2 separate regions of the Salmo salar genome follow, and region 1 is linked to region 2. The links are chromatin contacts, called in public Hi-C maps. All regions are on one chromosome and are shown on one strand. Each heading gives the region's core, a stretch centred on a gene start, on an enhancer-like site or on the middle of the called end of the contact. The rest is flanking DNA. Distances are from core to core; before and after follow the strand shown.

The links. A called contact is a pair of places that touch in the nucleus more often than the background predicts.
Region 1: a contact with region 2 is called in a Hi-C map of muscle, with 5 times the contacts expected there. The contact joins two enhancer-like sites. A contact is called at or near these places in 2 of 3 Hi-C or Micro-C datasets (gill and muscle).

Annotation. Positions count from the first base shown.
Region 1 is chrssa23:10,327,434-10,334,952 of Ssal_v3.1, reverse strand. All of the region lies in intron 1 of LOC106583991 (SH3-containing GRB2-like protein 3-interacting protein 1), which reads right to left. Among protein-coding and RNA genes, the nearest start is that of LOC106583991, 9.8 kb to the right of the region's middle. Within about 2 kb of position 6,057, at least 3 of the 13 cell types and tissues checked have an H3K27ac peak or open chromatin away from gene starts, as enhancers often do. A contact at or near this core is called in muscle, where this site is marked.
Region 2 is chrssa23:10,231,212-10,238,795 of Ssal_v3.1, reverse strand. It overlaps LOC106584037 (cAMP-specific 3',5'-cyclic phosphodiesterase 4B), which reads right to left. Exons shown (of 15, transcript XM_014168843.2): 7 at 5,516-5,565. Among protein-coding and RNA genes, the nearest start is that of LOC106583991, 86 kb to the left of the region's middle. Within about 2 kb of position 5,000, at least 4 of the 13 cell types and tissues checked have an H3K27ac peak or open chromatin away from gene starts, as enhancers often do. A contact at or near this core is called in muscle, where this site is marked.

The sequences.
Region 1 (7,519 bases), core at 4,808-7,307, 95 kb before region 2:
CCTTGATAGTTTGATCGTTTCTGAGAAGTAGCCATTATTTACTATTTTACACCTAGGGTTACTATACATAACTTTAACCCATTGAAAAAGATTTTCTCCAAAATTGAAACATTCCATTTATATGTAAATTCCAGTCGTACTTTATCAAAAGCCTTTTCAAGGTCAGATATGAATACCAGGCCTGGTTTCAGTTTTCTGTTGTTTCCAGTACTAGTCTTATGTTATCTTCAAGGTATCGTCCATTTAAAAAAACCTGTCAGATTAGGATGAATAATATCCAACAATACCTTTTTAATTATATGCACTTTCCTAGATTTTTTGCATCACAACACTGAAGTTAAAGGGGCCTCCAATTTTTTAAATGGACTGACTCTTTATACTTACCACCTGGGTCCTGTTTTAGTAATAGTGAAATCAGACCTTCTTGTTGAGTATCTGATAATCTACCATCTTTATAGGAGTGGTTAAAACATGCTAATAACGGTCCTCTGAGTACATCAAAAAATATACCTCAACTGGTATGCCATCCAGCCCTGGAGTTTTTCCGGATGTAAAGGCTTTAATTGCACCAAGAAGTTCCTCCTCTGTAATTCGGCCTACACATGAGCCTTTCAGTACAGCTGTTCATTTTACATTGTTAATAGGAAAAAAAAAATTTAATAACTTCGGACGACGCTGGGACAATTGTGCGCCATCCTATTGGACTCCCAATCTCAGCTGGTTGTGATACAGCCTGGAATTGAACCAGGGTCTGTAGTGATGTCTCTAGCACTGAGATGCAAAGCCTTAGACCGCTGCGCCACTCTGGAGCCCACTTAGATAATGTATTTTCAGGTAGAAATAAGTTGTGAAGCAACTGCTCTCTATCCCTCTCAACACACATTATTCTGTCTCTTTAACGTAACAGGCATAAAAGAAACACATACCGGATGAGTAGGCATGCAATGGTTTATGGTCATTGTTGTCAATTACCATGTTTTCTGTGCTAAACTATGTAGAATATTGTCCTGTTGTAAATTACAACTCCCTGCTACATCGGTGTTCAGGCTTGATCTGATTTATCTCGAAAGAAACTGCACAATGTGCATTGACCTCCCAGAAAAATGTAAACATTTACAAAATGGAATTCAAATAATTGAACCCACGTCCGTCAATTAGTCGTGTTAAAAAAACGACAATTCGGTTAATCGCTTAGCACTACTTAGTTAAATGCCTTTATAGCCTATTATATTATAGGCTATAATATGGCTAAGAAGAGGTTTTGTGGGCCTCCCGAGTGACGCAGCGGTCTAAGGCACTGCATTGCAGTGATAGTGGCGTCACTACCAATTCGGGTTCGATCCCGGGCTGTATCACAACTAGCCGTGATCGGAAGTCCCATAGGGCAGCGCACAATTGGCCAAGTGTCGTCCGGGTTAGGGGAGAATTTGGCCGGGGGGGGGCTTTACTTGGCTCATCGTGCTCTAGCAACTTCTTGTGGCGGGCCGGGCGCCTGCAGGTTGACCTCGGTCATCTGGTGAACAGTGTTTCCTTGGACACATTGGTGCGGCTGGCTTCCGGGTTAAGCGGGCGGGTGTTAAGAAGCGCGGTTTGGCGGGTCATGTTTTGGAGAACACATTACTCGACCTTCGCCTCCTGAGCCCGTTGGTGAGTTGCAGCGATGAGACAAGATCGAAATTGGGGAGAAAAAGAAACTATGAATATGTTTTGTGATAACTACACTGTGATTTTTCTTTTGTAGAAAAAAAGTAATATTTTTCTTAACGTTAACAACAATCACATTTTTGTTTTAACGTTTTAAACATTCACAACCCTACTTCTTAGCAATTAGCAATTTTTTTAAGTAATAATTTTGCTAGGACTGTCAGGGAGTGATCTGAGTGGGGAGGGGAAAACTAGCTGTTATTGTCAGAGAGGTTTGGAACTCTCTTTCTTATTGGTCTATTAACTAATTTACCACATGGTAATGTCACCATGGAAAGGCCAAGGCTCCATTCCACCAAAACAGGCTGAAATTCCTGGCAGTCTTTTCAAACAGCTCATACACTCAAAAGGCATCATAATTTTCACAATATTATTCCAACCTCAGTGTGGAAATATATGTAGAACACAGGTAAATCACATTTTTGACTGCACTGGGCCTTTAAGGTAGTGTGTGTCCCAGTCTCACTACAGGCAGAGCTAAACCCCATCAGCAACAGACTAAACAAACCAATCAAACGTCAGCAGACCAACAACCAGTAAGTGGATGCTAATTACCCTAAAAGGCCCGGATAACCCCACCCTTACCCCAAGTCTCTCCCTCTCCCTTGGGCAGGGCAAAGTGAGCTGTGTCTGGGGTGTCATTGTGTCATTAGGTCACTGTGGGCAAGACAAACAGAGGACATGGCTGGCCGAGCGGCACGTAGGCACATGGACATAGCCCAGTCTTATCACCGCCTTGCTGACTCTCGCTCTCGCTTGGCCTGGTGGAATGTTTTGGTTTGAGCCCACTGCTTCCTAATCAGCATTCCTCATCACCAGTGCTGACAGAGGGGTGAGGGGGGACTTGTGGATCGCCACGGCAACCTGCAAGAAGAGCCACGCTGCTGCCTGCTGCCGTTCAGGGCTGAGACAGAGACCTGACACACAGCACAAGGGCCAGGGGAGCTGAATGGACTTCCCTTTCAGAGGAGAACATCTGGACACATTGACTCAGTGTGACGACTCACTGGGGACATTGGTGCTTTATCTTCCTGCAGTGGTCCCAATGGTCTTAAACTAATAAGGGATAACTGCTGTATGTGATGGTAGCAACACACCATGCCTCTTCCAGTAAGACTGAGCAGTGAGCCCACCTCTTCACAGAAACAATATGTTTACGGTTTACTCCCCAGATTGGTTCTGTTTATTGTGGAGCCTCTCTCTACTTAGCATCTACCACAGTCTACACTAAATAACACTCTGTAAGACTACAGACCCCTACAGTTTTTCCTCTCTACCTGGCCAGCACAAAACTCTAGGCCTTAGGTCATGTAATCTGGGAAAAGCCCTGTCCATATGCATATTATAATAATAACAACTAGATTGTAATTGTACATGAAGTACAATTGATGGGACTTGCTTTAACTCTTTAAAAAGTATTTTTGTGGTAATGGTAAATGTTTAAAATGTTTTACTTTACTATTTAAAGCAAATCAGTTTTAAAGTATGTATGGTTTAGAAGAACGTTATAGTAGTGATACTGTTTGCAGTAGTAATGATGGGGACTGGTTATAGTTGAAAAAGCAGGTAGATGAAAAGTTAAAATAGCCTGAACATATGAAAGTTGGTTTGTTGTATCTAGCTTGAACGGTTTAAGAGTTATTGTTGGTGGGTTATTTTATGCTAATTTCTATAGTGATAGACAGTAAAACATGTTAAGACTTTGACGTTAGGATAGTGTGAACATGTGGAAGTCGGTTTGGTGTCTTTAGCTTGAACGGTTCATGAACGAATGTAGGTGTGTTATTTTACGCAAATGTCTATAGTTGATAAAATATTTACATCATTTGAAGTTAGGATAGCCTGAACATGTGAAAGCTGGTTTGGTGTATGTAGCTGTAACAATTTAAGAGTTACTGTTGGTGGGTTAAATTATTCAAATGTATATAGTTATTAGTTCATAAAAGTTTTTCATGAATTTGAGGTTTGGTGTATCTAGCCTGAACAGTTCAAGAGTTACAATTATTGTTGGTAGTAATTATATGCATGCACATTTATGTAGATATACTTTATAGCACAGACCAGAGCTAGACCAGAGCTAGTGCGATGCACAGCTAGCTAGCTACACCCAGGACCAGAGCTAGCGCAGACCAGAGCAGTAGTTGTGATCAGTAGTTTTGTGGTCACTAGTTGTTGTTCAATAGATGTTGTTCAATAGTTGTGGTCAGTAATTGTAATTGTGGTGGTCAGTAGTTTTGTGGTCAGTAATTGTGTGGTTGTAGTCAGTAATTGTGGTGTTCAGTAGTTATGGTGATTAGAAGTGTGGTCAAAATATATGTGGTTGTGGTCAGTAGTTGTGGTCACAAGATGTGGTCAGCAGTTGTGTGGTTGTGGTCAGTAATTGTGGTAAGTAGTTGAGTGGTCAGTAGTTGTGTGGTCAGAAGATGAGTGGTTGTGGTCAGTAGTTGTGGTCACTAGATGTGGTCAGCAGTAGTCTGGTTGTGGTCAGACGTTGTGTGGTTGTGGTCAACAGTTATGTGGTTGTGGTCAGTTAGATTTGTTGCCAATGAAATGTACCTGGCTAAAAGGTGAGACACTTTCGTGGTACCAGTTATCCTGAGTTGAACTCACGAGTTGACCAAAGTTACCTCCTCAAGCCTGATTCATAGTATAGGGCACAGTAGAACCAGTTCAGTGGCAAATGTGATGACGGTGACATCTCAGTTTACCCTCAGCCTTATTTTTTTTATCTGATCCACAGTTTAAACACACACCGAGTGGAAAAGATTGGTTAGTCACCAGTGTGTGTGACGCTCAGTGGTCTGGTCTGCAGCCTGAACTAATGAGGTGATGTCAACACCAACCCAAAGTGTTCCTCTTACTCAGAACCTATTAGCACGTCCACAGGGGCCAGGTCTGTATAAACATACAGCATTACTCACTCCAATATCAGATCCCATCTTTAAACATACGTATACAATACACTGCCTGCTCTGATGAGCTAGTTTCCCCAAACCCTCAAAACGGAGTTAACAACTGACGTGATTTGAGGACGTTTCAAAGGAGATTCAAAAGGGCAAAAATTATATCAGGAAAGAGTGTGATGTTTTTCAGGCATAGCAGGCCATCACCACTAGGCTAAAAGTAGAAAGTTACACCTCTAAGCATTATACAATTATAAATGGAATGGCGTTTCAGAAATGATCCATAAACGATCACACTTTCATAACCATATCAATCTCTTTCTCTCCTCTGTCAGTCTCTCGCTCTGACTGGCCACCCACGAGGATGCTAATATGGGTTTTGTGTACACAGTGAAGTACTCAGCAGCCTAAAAACCTAATGACGGGGGTGTGAGCTCCGCCGAGTCCAAGACTATTCTGACCTGGCCCCCTTTTCAGGCCCCGATGGCTGGTCTCCATGGAGATGGAGTCCTATAATTCCTAGGTTAACTGGCAGGAGCCCTGGTGCTATTGGGGTGAGTCCTATTGTAGGACTACTGACTGGTGCTCTAATACTGTGGTGCTCTGTAATGTTGTTCTATGCTATGATGCAAGGTGCATCTGTGCTATGTTGTTCTGTCCCTTATGGAGCCAATAGAGAGAGAATGTGAATATTGGACACGCCCACACATAATACACACAAACAACCACACACACCAAAGGCCGGAACATCATGTGGGAGCTTCCCTCCAGCGAATAACAGCAGGAGATATCGGAGGGACACACACATAAACCTTCCTGGCAGCCCTGCGCCTACAGTCATACTCGTCAGCGAGTTACTTCACACCAGCTGAAATGTGTCACATAATAAAGCATATGTTCTCTCTCCCTGACTCCATACGGAGAGCCTCGGCTCACCGCTGCACTACTGAAACAGTTCACCTCGCTACCTCACACCGCTCCACCTGCCTCTGCATGCCATGGGGAGACCTGGGTAAAATGATTCAGCTATGACATTTACAGACTAACGCCATGAGTTTGAAGTCCACTTTAAAAGTCTGGGTTAGAAGAGGAAGACTAACAGCCTCTGTACAGTGCAGGAATGCCTGTAGAGTAAAGGCACAAACCTACGCACACAGACCAGCCTGAGTGATGCCCTAGGATCTACCGTTCCTCTTCCAGAATCAACTGTTTCTTCCATTAGGGCCCTGTCAAATCCGCGACGCGGAGAACACGGACGGAATCACAGAATGCATACATTAAAATGGAATCTTTTAGTAAAAAATAAAACTGATTTTATAGGGCCCTATTCTTTCTACACACCAGAGATTGATTATTCATGGTTGATGACTCCCGCGGGTGTGCGTGTTCATCTGTGCATACTTGTACGTGTGCATCATCCCTGCATCAGCAGCTCGGGTGTTATCCCTGCTATTTATGCTCCGGTATTCAGACACCGTTCTAATAACGTCATAAGGACAGGTCTGAACAGGCTCTGACTAGGACACAAAACACAAACATCCCTTTTTCTATCTCTCTCACGGCCAGGCAGTGGTGTGATGGTGACTGCGTCACAAATGGCACCCTATTCCCTACATAGCGCACTACTTTTGACCAAAGCCCCGTGGGCCCTGGTCAAAAGTAGTGCACCATATACGGAATACGGTGCCATTTGGGTTGCAGACGGTGTGGTGTAGGTGTCAGACCTTTATGTAGAGTAAAGCTCTAGGATCAGTCTGTTTATGCTGCAGGGTTTAACTGTGCAACACAGGACAGAAGACGGGAGGGGAGGAGGAATTTTCCCAGGCAAGCACACCCAAAACTCACACCCCACCCGGCCTGCTTGGCGCTCCGCTCCCTCACAATTTCCCATCCTCAACCCTGCCTTGAACTCTCCATGGCTCTCCCTGGCTGGCAGACTGAGTCCTCTTCTCACATTCAGACTTGGGTTCAAATACAATTCAAAATAATTTTAAATACATTTAAAATACTGCGCTTGACTGAGCTTGCCAGGCTTAATAGATAAATAAAATAGTCCCAAAACAGCAAAACCTGCCTATCTGGCAGGGTAGAGCAAAGATTTCAAATCGTATTTAAAACAAGGTCTGCTCATATACCACAAGCTAATGGGACATCAACATCATGTGTTGCCTAATATAATACCCAGAGGGAACCACAGTTCCGTGTTGAACATCCTGTTGTTTTTGTTGATACTACGGCTGTGACGGTCATGGAATTTTGGATGACGGTTACTGGCCACTGGATGGTTACTGGTCTACGTAATAACCGCTCGAATAGTATGTTTTCTCCTTTCCTCTGCTCCTGACCGCATGTGTTGCCATAGAAATAGAATGAATAGAATGCCCGTTCCCCATTCAAGTCAATGATGGCATAATGGGTGGACTGGCGGCCAATGAGTGTACCAATAGGAGCAGAGCAGGAAATAGAAGCAGGACGTGTACATATCAATATGTGCTGTGATTTGCTGATTCAACTCAACTGACATTACAAGAAATAGATTCTATTGCATGAGCCACATCAGATAACATCAGTTGAACGAACATTCTATATTACCATGGAAATGATTGCGTCATAGAGTGTGCGGCTTGAGAGTGAGGTAGAGTGCGGCTTGAGAACGTTCATAACAATGGCGCAATGCGACCAAGTGACGGAGTTGCAATCTATGAATAGGATCTTTATGGTTAGAAGTTCCAAGCCCATTCTATTAATAATTTGCTACAACACTTTGCTTGCTTCAGCAAGCGGCAACAAAGTTGAATCATGTCGTTAAGAGTCCATGTTATCGCAGAAACGAACTCAACCGCACGAATGCCTCGCCGTCCCGTCTACTTGTCAGCTGTTATTTTATTTTCATGACGGTCTTCATCCATAAC
Region 2 (7,584 bases), core at 3,751-6,250:
TCCACGGACAAATCAAAATCCGATGCAAATCAAATCAGTGCAAAAACAAACTCAAAGACAATACAACAAACAATCAAAAACAACAGCCACATTTTTCAGCTAATAGTTCCCCAATCAATATTTTTAATTGCCCAAGAGGCATCAGAGCGTCCAATTGCAGTGCATTTTGCAGTCGGTTCCAGCAATCAGGTGCATTAAAACTAAAAGCGGATTTACCTAATTACAGAACTAATTACAGAACTTGGTCGCATCTTCGGCTCAAGTCTCCAAATCTGCAATTAGATGCCATCTCCATGCCAATAGGCTCTTTGGAAGGGTTGCCAGAAAATCCTTTATTGAGAGCAATCAACAAACGTAAAAGCCGAGAGTTTGATAAACAGCATTGGCTCGGATTGGAACCGCTGTCAGAAAATAGAGGTGTTTGGCCACGCACACCAGTGGTGGGTTTGACGTCGAAAGAAGGATGCATGTGCAGAAAATAACCTCATACCTACTATAAAATATGCTGGTGGATAGGCTGTTTTTCTTCCACTGGTCAATAGCATCATGAACTCCACCAAGTACCAGGTCATTTTAGCCCAAGAAAACCTGGTTGCCTCTGCCAGGAAGCGGAAACTTGGCCGCAAGGGGATTTTTCCAGCAAGACAATGACCCCAAGCACACATCAACATCCACAAAGAAATGGCTAATTGACCACAAAATCATTATTTTGCAATGGCCATCTCAGTCTCTGGACCAACTTTCGAAAACCTGTGGTTTGAATTGAAGAGGGCAGTCCATAAGCGCCGACCAAAGGATATCAAGGATCTGGAAAGACTCTGCCTGCCCTAGGATCCCTCCCAATAATTCTCAAATCTCATAAAACATTTTTAAAAAGGGTCAGTGCCATAATCTTTGCAGAGTTAGGATGCTGAACACAGGGATGAGTACAGAAAACAGGGGTGCCAATAAAAGACGGCTATCTTTTTTAGATTATTTTGTATTACACGTTAAGCAAAATCTCTTTCACAATATAATTAACAGAAAAAAATTGGAGCATACAATATATTTGTATTTGTATTATTTTTTGCTCATCTTTATCAGGGGTGACAATCATTTTGGACCTGACTGTATGTGTTTCCACTATCCATAGTCCAGTCAACACAGGCAGGGGAAAACATTTCCTCTGTGACTCTAGAACTATGACAGAGTAACAGAGGCCTCTGTTATGCATGACCATCACAGCAACAGAACAGCAACATTCCTCTGGTGAGAAATGCACAGGAATCTAGGAAGCAGGCAGACTTCCCCAACCTGTTCTGATTGTCACTAATCACTGATGACTATCTCTCTCCTCTATCTCTCTCCATCTCTCTCCTCTATCTGTCCATCATCACGGCCACCGTGAGAAACTGCACTTGGGTTTTTCCAATTCCCTGCATGCCCTGCCGCTGCGGTGTGCGCTACATGGCGCGTGTCACTTAGTGTGCCGGTGGGAAGTTATGACAACAGTCCCCGCTGCGCTGGTCCTCACTGTGATAAGAACATCAGGTCCTGATAACCTTATGGAGTCTGTGTGTGGTTATTTCCATTCTCTACTGTACAAGATATAGTACACAGTCTTGTGGATTTTTCCATTCTCTCCCGTGCTGTACAACATACACAACAATAACAGAGGAGATGATGAGGCCCTGTCCCTAACACTTATCACAGCTCGTGCCATGACATTGCATGAACTGCGAGTGTGCAGACCGCAGACCAGTGTGTGTGTGTGTGTGTGTGTGTGTGTGTGTGTGTTTTCTACCAGCGCCTACGTGTTTGTGCGGTGTGGGCATAGAGACAATGGCCCTTTGTCTGTCTGTATCCTATTTTTCCCCCAGTCCGCTGAGTGAGCAAACACAGTGGCAACACACACACACACACTGCCTCCCTGCCTGCCAGACACAAAAACACCTCCTGGGTTATGTCAGTCCGTCCAGCGCATTCCTTTACGACAGGGACAACAGGCCAATAACAGGATCAATCTGCTCCCCTCTTCCTGCCCTCCGTTTCCTCTCCTCCGCCGGCCCGTAAAGAGAGGGGGAGCAGACAGAGGGAGGATGGGACAGGAATCACTCTTTTCCTCTGTCTCATTGTCTCCAGGGCGAGACAGAAAAAGACAGGGTTGGGTGTTGAGTTACATCACCCACTGTCATAGAGGGGATGGGGGGGTACAGGTGGAAGAGGGAATTCAACCTCTCAGAGCATGGGAAGAAAAGAGGATCTGCAATGGGACAGAGGTGAGGGAGTCAGAGTGCAAATGACGGGGGGCCCAGGGGGTTGTCAGACCCTCTGAAGGAGACATGAACCCCCCTAAATGTTACAAAGTCAAACTTTAGTGGGGGTCTCTAAATAATGCTAATTTGACCATTGTCCTATTTGTTTAAAATGCAATGCAATTTGTACTGCTACAGTGGTAAATATCATAATAAAAACGTATTCCAAATTAAACTAACACCCCCGTCTCTGTTTCAAGGTTTACATTTTCATACATTTTTTCATGCGTCTGCACTTGTCATCCTGGGACAGTCCTGTATTTTAGCCTCTTTCAGGTGTCCCAATTTTTCTTTCTACAAAAAAGGTAATTTGTGAGCAAGACGCATCAATGAATTTAAGGCTAAAAGAGTGTAGACCCAATGACAATCACCCAATTTCATTACATTTTGGGGTGTTTCGTAAAAGGTGTTTCTTTCAGTTCATCAAACGACGCGAGTGCACGGTGCACTTTTTGGATGATGGAATTATTCGGCGAAAAATGCGCAGGTTGCCTACTGTTTGAAGTGATTTGATCGGCAATAAGATGAAAACATCATGACTGGTTGTGTTCATGCCAAATTAAAAAGGTAACACATTTTTAAAAAAGACTTAAATGACATGTTTTTACTAGGCCCATCCCAAAATGTTGTGCACACATACCGTACTGTAGGTCCTTTTGAAAAAAACGGCACCCTTATAATTCACTCTCTTGAGGGAGTGATGAATAGAGGGTGATGTCATGTTCCTGGTGGCTTCATGCAGAGTAGCTATGCAGAAGGTAACCGACAACAAATCAAATCAAATTTATTTATATAGCCCTTCTTACATCAGCTGATATCTCAAAGTGCTGTACAGAAACCCAGCTTAAAACCCCAAACAGCAAGCAATGCAGGTGTAGAAGCACGGTGGCTAGGAAAAACTCCCTAGAAAGGCCAAAACCTAGGAATAAACCTAGAGAGGAACCAGGCTATGAGGGGTGGCCAGTCCTCTTCTGGCTGTGCCGGGTGGAGATTATAACAGCGCATGGCCTAGATGTTCAAATGTTCATAAATGACCAGCATGGTAAAATAATAATAATCATAGTAGTTGTCGAGGGTGCAACAAGTCAGTAACACAAGAGTAAGTGTCAGTTGGCTTTTTCATAGCCGATCTTTGAGAGTATCTCTACCGCTCCTGCTGTCTCTAGAGAGTTGAAAACAGCAGGTCTGGGACAGGTAGCACGTCCGGTGAACAGGTCAGGGTTCCAGCAGGTTTGGGACAGCAGGTCTGGGACAGGTAGCACGTCCGGTCAAAGCCTTCAGCTACAATATGTGAACGTCTCATCAACTAGCCTTGTGTCTAGATATGACCTAAGCTAACCTGAGCAAGTGAGGACAAATGTATTATTGGAGGATTGGGTGAGTGCAGACTGCCTATCTGATCATTCACAATGAGCTCAATGAAGGTAAAACACCTCCAATCAAAATGTCCAACCCTTCAGCACTGCAGTCAATTACTCCTGTGCTACTACCAGCAGTCTGCTAGTGATGATGCTCTCTGAGGAGACTTTGAACTAAAACTACTGATAGGAAAACGCATCAAGTATCAGACTGACAGCGCACGACCCTGGATGGACTTAATCAATAGGTCATAATAATCTTCGTAGCGTAATCTGCTTATTGGAAACACACCCCCCCCCACACACACACATAACACACACACACACACACACACACCTGATGAGCTCTCCCTCTCCAGATACTGGAAGTGCTGGTCTGTCCATCTGCGCTGACAGGAAGTCAACAAAAGCCACATGCAGGCGGGCTGACGTCAATCAGGGCCCCGCACCACTGTCAAACAGGAACACCTCCCTTCCCACAGCAACACACCCACACACACACCCGCTCATATACACACACCCGCTTGAACACACACACTCCGATACACAAAACACACTTGTGCAGGACTGCACTCTAAACACACATACACTGCGCATTTGCACATACTGAAATGCAATCGTAGGCCTACTCATATGGACGCACATGCACTCTCTCACACACACATACACACACACGTACACACTGCGCACTTGCACATACAGACATGCAAATGTAGGCCTACTCATATGGACGCACATGCACTCTCACATCACGCACTTGCTCTTCTCTATTTCAATCTGTCTTCTCTTTCTCTGGGAACTAGGCACAGTAGTCAAACCACTTAAAAATGAGACAGATGCAGTAAAAGGGCTTACTTCTGTAATACAGGTTAACCAGAATGATGAAGTCAATGTTATTAATCCCGTAAATCAACCGGGCCAACAAAAAAGTGGACTCCTCTGTCCTTGCATTCCTTGTATTGTAAGTCCAATGACTGGAAGTGTTTAGGATAACACACAGTGAGAGGAATGAGAGGCATGAAAGTAAGCTCCCTGTGTTATGACTGTCTGTAGCAGGAGACTCAATGGCATCCCAGTCTCCTTCATTGTGACGCAAACCACTAACGAAATCCCACACTTCTCCTGCTATGTTTAATCAACATTGCGGAGAGCTCCTCTATCGCTCTTGTCTCACCATTCAAGTGTGTGTGTGTGTGTGTGTGTGTGTGTGTGTGTGTGTGTGTGTGTGTGTGTGTGTGTGTGTGTGTGTGTGTGTGTGACAAAAAGGCCTTGTTGTTATGGCAGCCTGCGCTACTCACACTATCACCCATGTACACAGTTTGATAGCTAGTGACGTAGTGTAGGCTGAGAGCATTAAGCTCAAGGACACAGTAAGGAGTTCCCAATCACGCACACACCATAGTCTCAACTCCCTAATAATGGGTCCAGTACATTTCTAATGAGCAGGATTCACATGCTGTTGTATTTTCAGTGAGAAGATAAAGACATTAGGATAGAGTGGCGAGAGTGAAAGGTTTCCTGGAACTTCCCAGCGATAAATACAGACTAAATATAGGCTGGGGGTGGGGAGGAGGTGTATCTGAACCGATGAGAGGGGGGAAAGGGTCGGGGCTGAGGTCTCAGGGTTCAAGTGTGAGGGTGGTCACGTAGACAAGAAATCAAGAGAAGAGAGAGGGAAAGAAGGAGAAAGAGAGAGAAAGATCGCAGAGACGAGAGACCAAGAGAACAGTCTTGACATTGAGACAGTGTTTTAAGGCTGATTCAAACAACAGTCAGTGGCAAACAGATGGACAGACAAACCAATATCACTGTTTTTGGGACAGAAGATGCATTGTAGGAGAGAGCAGTGCATTGTGGTCTTACCTGGCAAACAGACTCTGGTGATGGGAGGCTGAGTGGCCACAGGGGACCTCCTGAGGAAAGAGAAAAAAAAATGCAATAACATTATCAGTATGGATATGAAATAAATGTTGATATGCCAACATCAGATTGTTACATTGTGTAATGGCCAACCACATCTGCTAAGCCAATATCGGTTAAGTGCCTCTACATGAGGAGAAACAAAGAGGAAGACAGACAGAGGAGCATAAGAATGTCTGTGAGGATGAAAAAAGAAACACTGAAAGAAAGCAATTGTGCGAGAGAGAAAAAGATAGAGAGCGAGAGAGATAGAGAGCAAGAGACAGGTGAGGAGAAACAGAGAGAATGAAAGAGAGACCGAGAGAGAATGACATTGAAAAAGGGACCAGGTAAATGAGGAATAAAATGTGAATTGAGTTCAACCTTTTCATTCAACAAGCTCAAAGCACATCTGCCTGATCCACTCTGAGTGTGTGTGTGTGTGTATATGAGAGTGTGTGTCCCTGCAAGTGTGTGTTTACCTACGTGTGTGAAGTGTGTCTGCGAGAGTGCATGTGTGTGTGTGTGTGCGCGCGTGAAAAAGAGAGAGAACGAGAGAGAGAGAGAGATGTAAGAGAGAAAAGAGAGAGAGAGAGAGAGAGAGAGAGAGAGATTAATGTAGGTCATGGAGGCTTTGGGTTTTCAATGAGGCAGGCTATTCAACACAAGCATTTTAATAGGAGAGTTTGCCTTCCAGTATCTTACAGCGTGCTAGAGACAGACCGACAATAACAGGGCGATATCTAGGATGCCGGAGGAAGGATGCCCTACACTGAATCTTTCCACTGAAGCATTGCATCCCAGTCTGAGTGGAGTCATTCTAGAGAAGGATGTTACTGTATGTGCTACCTAGTAAGTGACTCACGCATAGCCTGTTATGTGTGCAGAACGTTTCAGACGTTCCAGATAGGGTAACGTCAAATATGAGTTAACATGCACAACCATTCACATAATGACAGTCAACATCAGGTCAAATTCAATGTTGATGTACATTAAGTATAAACTTCCACAAATACATTTGAGTAAATGAGATTTAGTATTTTGTTTTGATTACAAATAATTATCTGTGTCGGTGATAATAGGGTTGTTTTTGTAAGCTTCTGAACCATCCCACAGCTAAACCCGCTTGACAAAGACAAAGACTGCAAACAGTCCCTTTTTTCACATCTCTCTCCTCTCTCCCGGCGTTATTATTAAACTTAGTTGAGAAAAACACGAGGGAGAGAAGGAATCCCAGGTCTCATTGAAACCTGGGAGAATAGTAAGACATTTGTTCTAAGTTCCGTGTTCTAAGTTAATTTGTTCTGCCTGAGGATGAACGGCGTGTCGAACTGTGAAAATGTTCCCATGCAGAGAGACGGTTCCAGTAAGACAGGTAGGCAGTGGGATCATGAGTGTGTTGCAGGGCTGCCCAATCGAGTTCAACTGTAGACATCATCTATCAGACCCTTCATCTCTAAACCCCTCTCCAACACCACAACCCCTCAATGATATGACTTACCTACTGTACTGGTGGAATGAATTTTCAGTGTTGAATGAAAATGGCTGAATGAGTGTTAGTATAGGAATACAGCTTGTACTCTTTGTTGCAGGGATCTTAATGCTTGTGTTTATTAACTGACACTTTTGATATTCTGGATTTCCCTTGAGTATCTATGCGATTGGATTGTGGCTCAAACGGGAAATAAAAGTATTATCCGAGTTCTCGTTGAGGCTATGTCATCATTGTAGTGTACCTAATGTGCAATGTTTTAGCTTAACATTTATGTGAAATCCGTCGATGCGTTGGATACCAGATAACGTTAAAAGAATTGCGGGAAAACATTGCTTGGTAGTCGGGGGCGAAGGACACTGCGTACCGGTGTCCTAGCCATCTAGCTAGCTACTTCACTCGCCGTAACGTTAACTGCAGTGTTGCCAACTCCTCAGTAAGGAAAGTAGCTATTGGCTGTCCTAAAAGTCGCTAGAAGTCGCTAAATGACGTCATCACCTAATTTGAATAATTGGCCATGTGCATGTAATTGTGATGGACG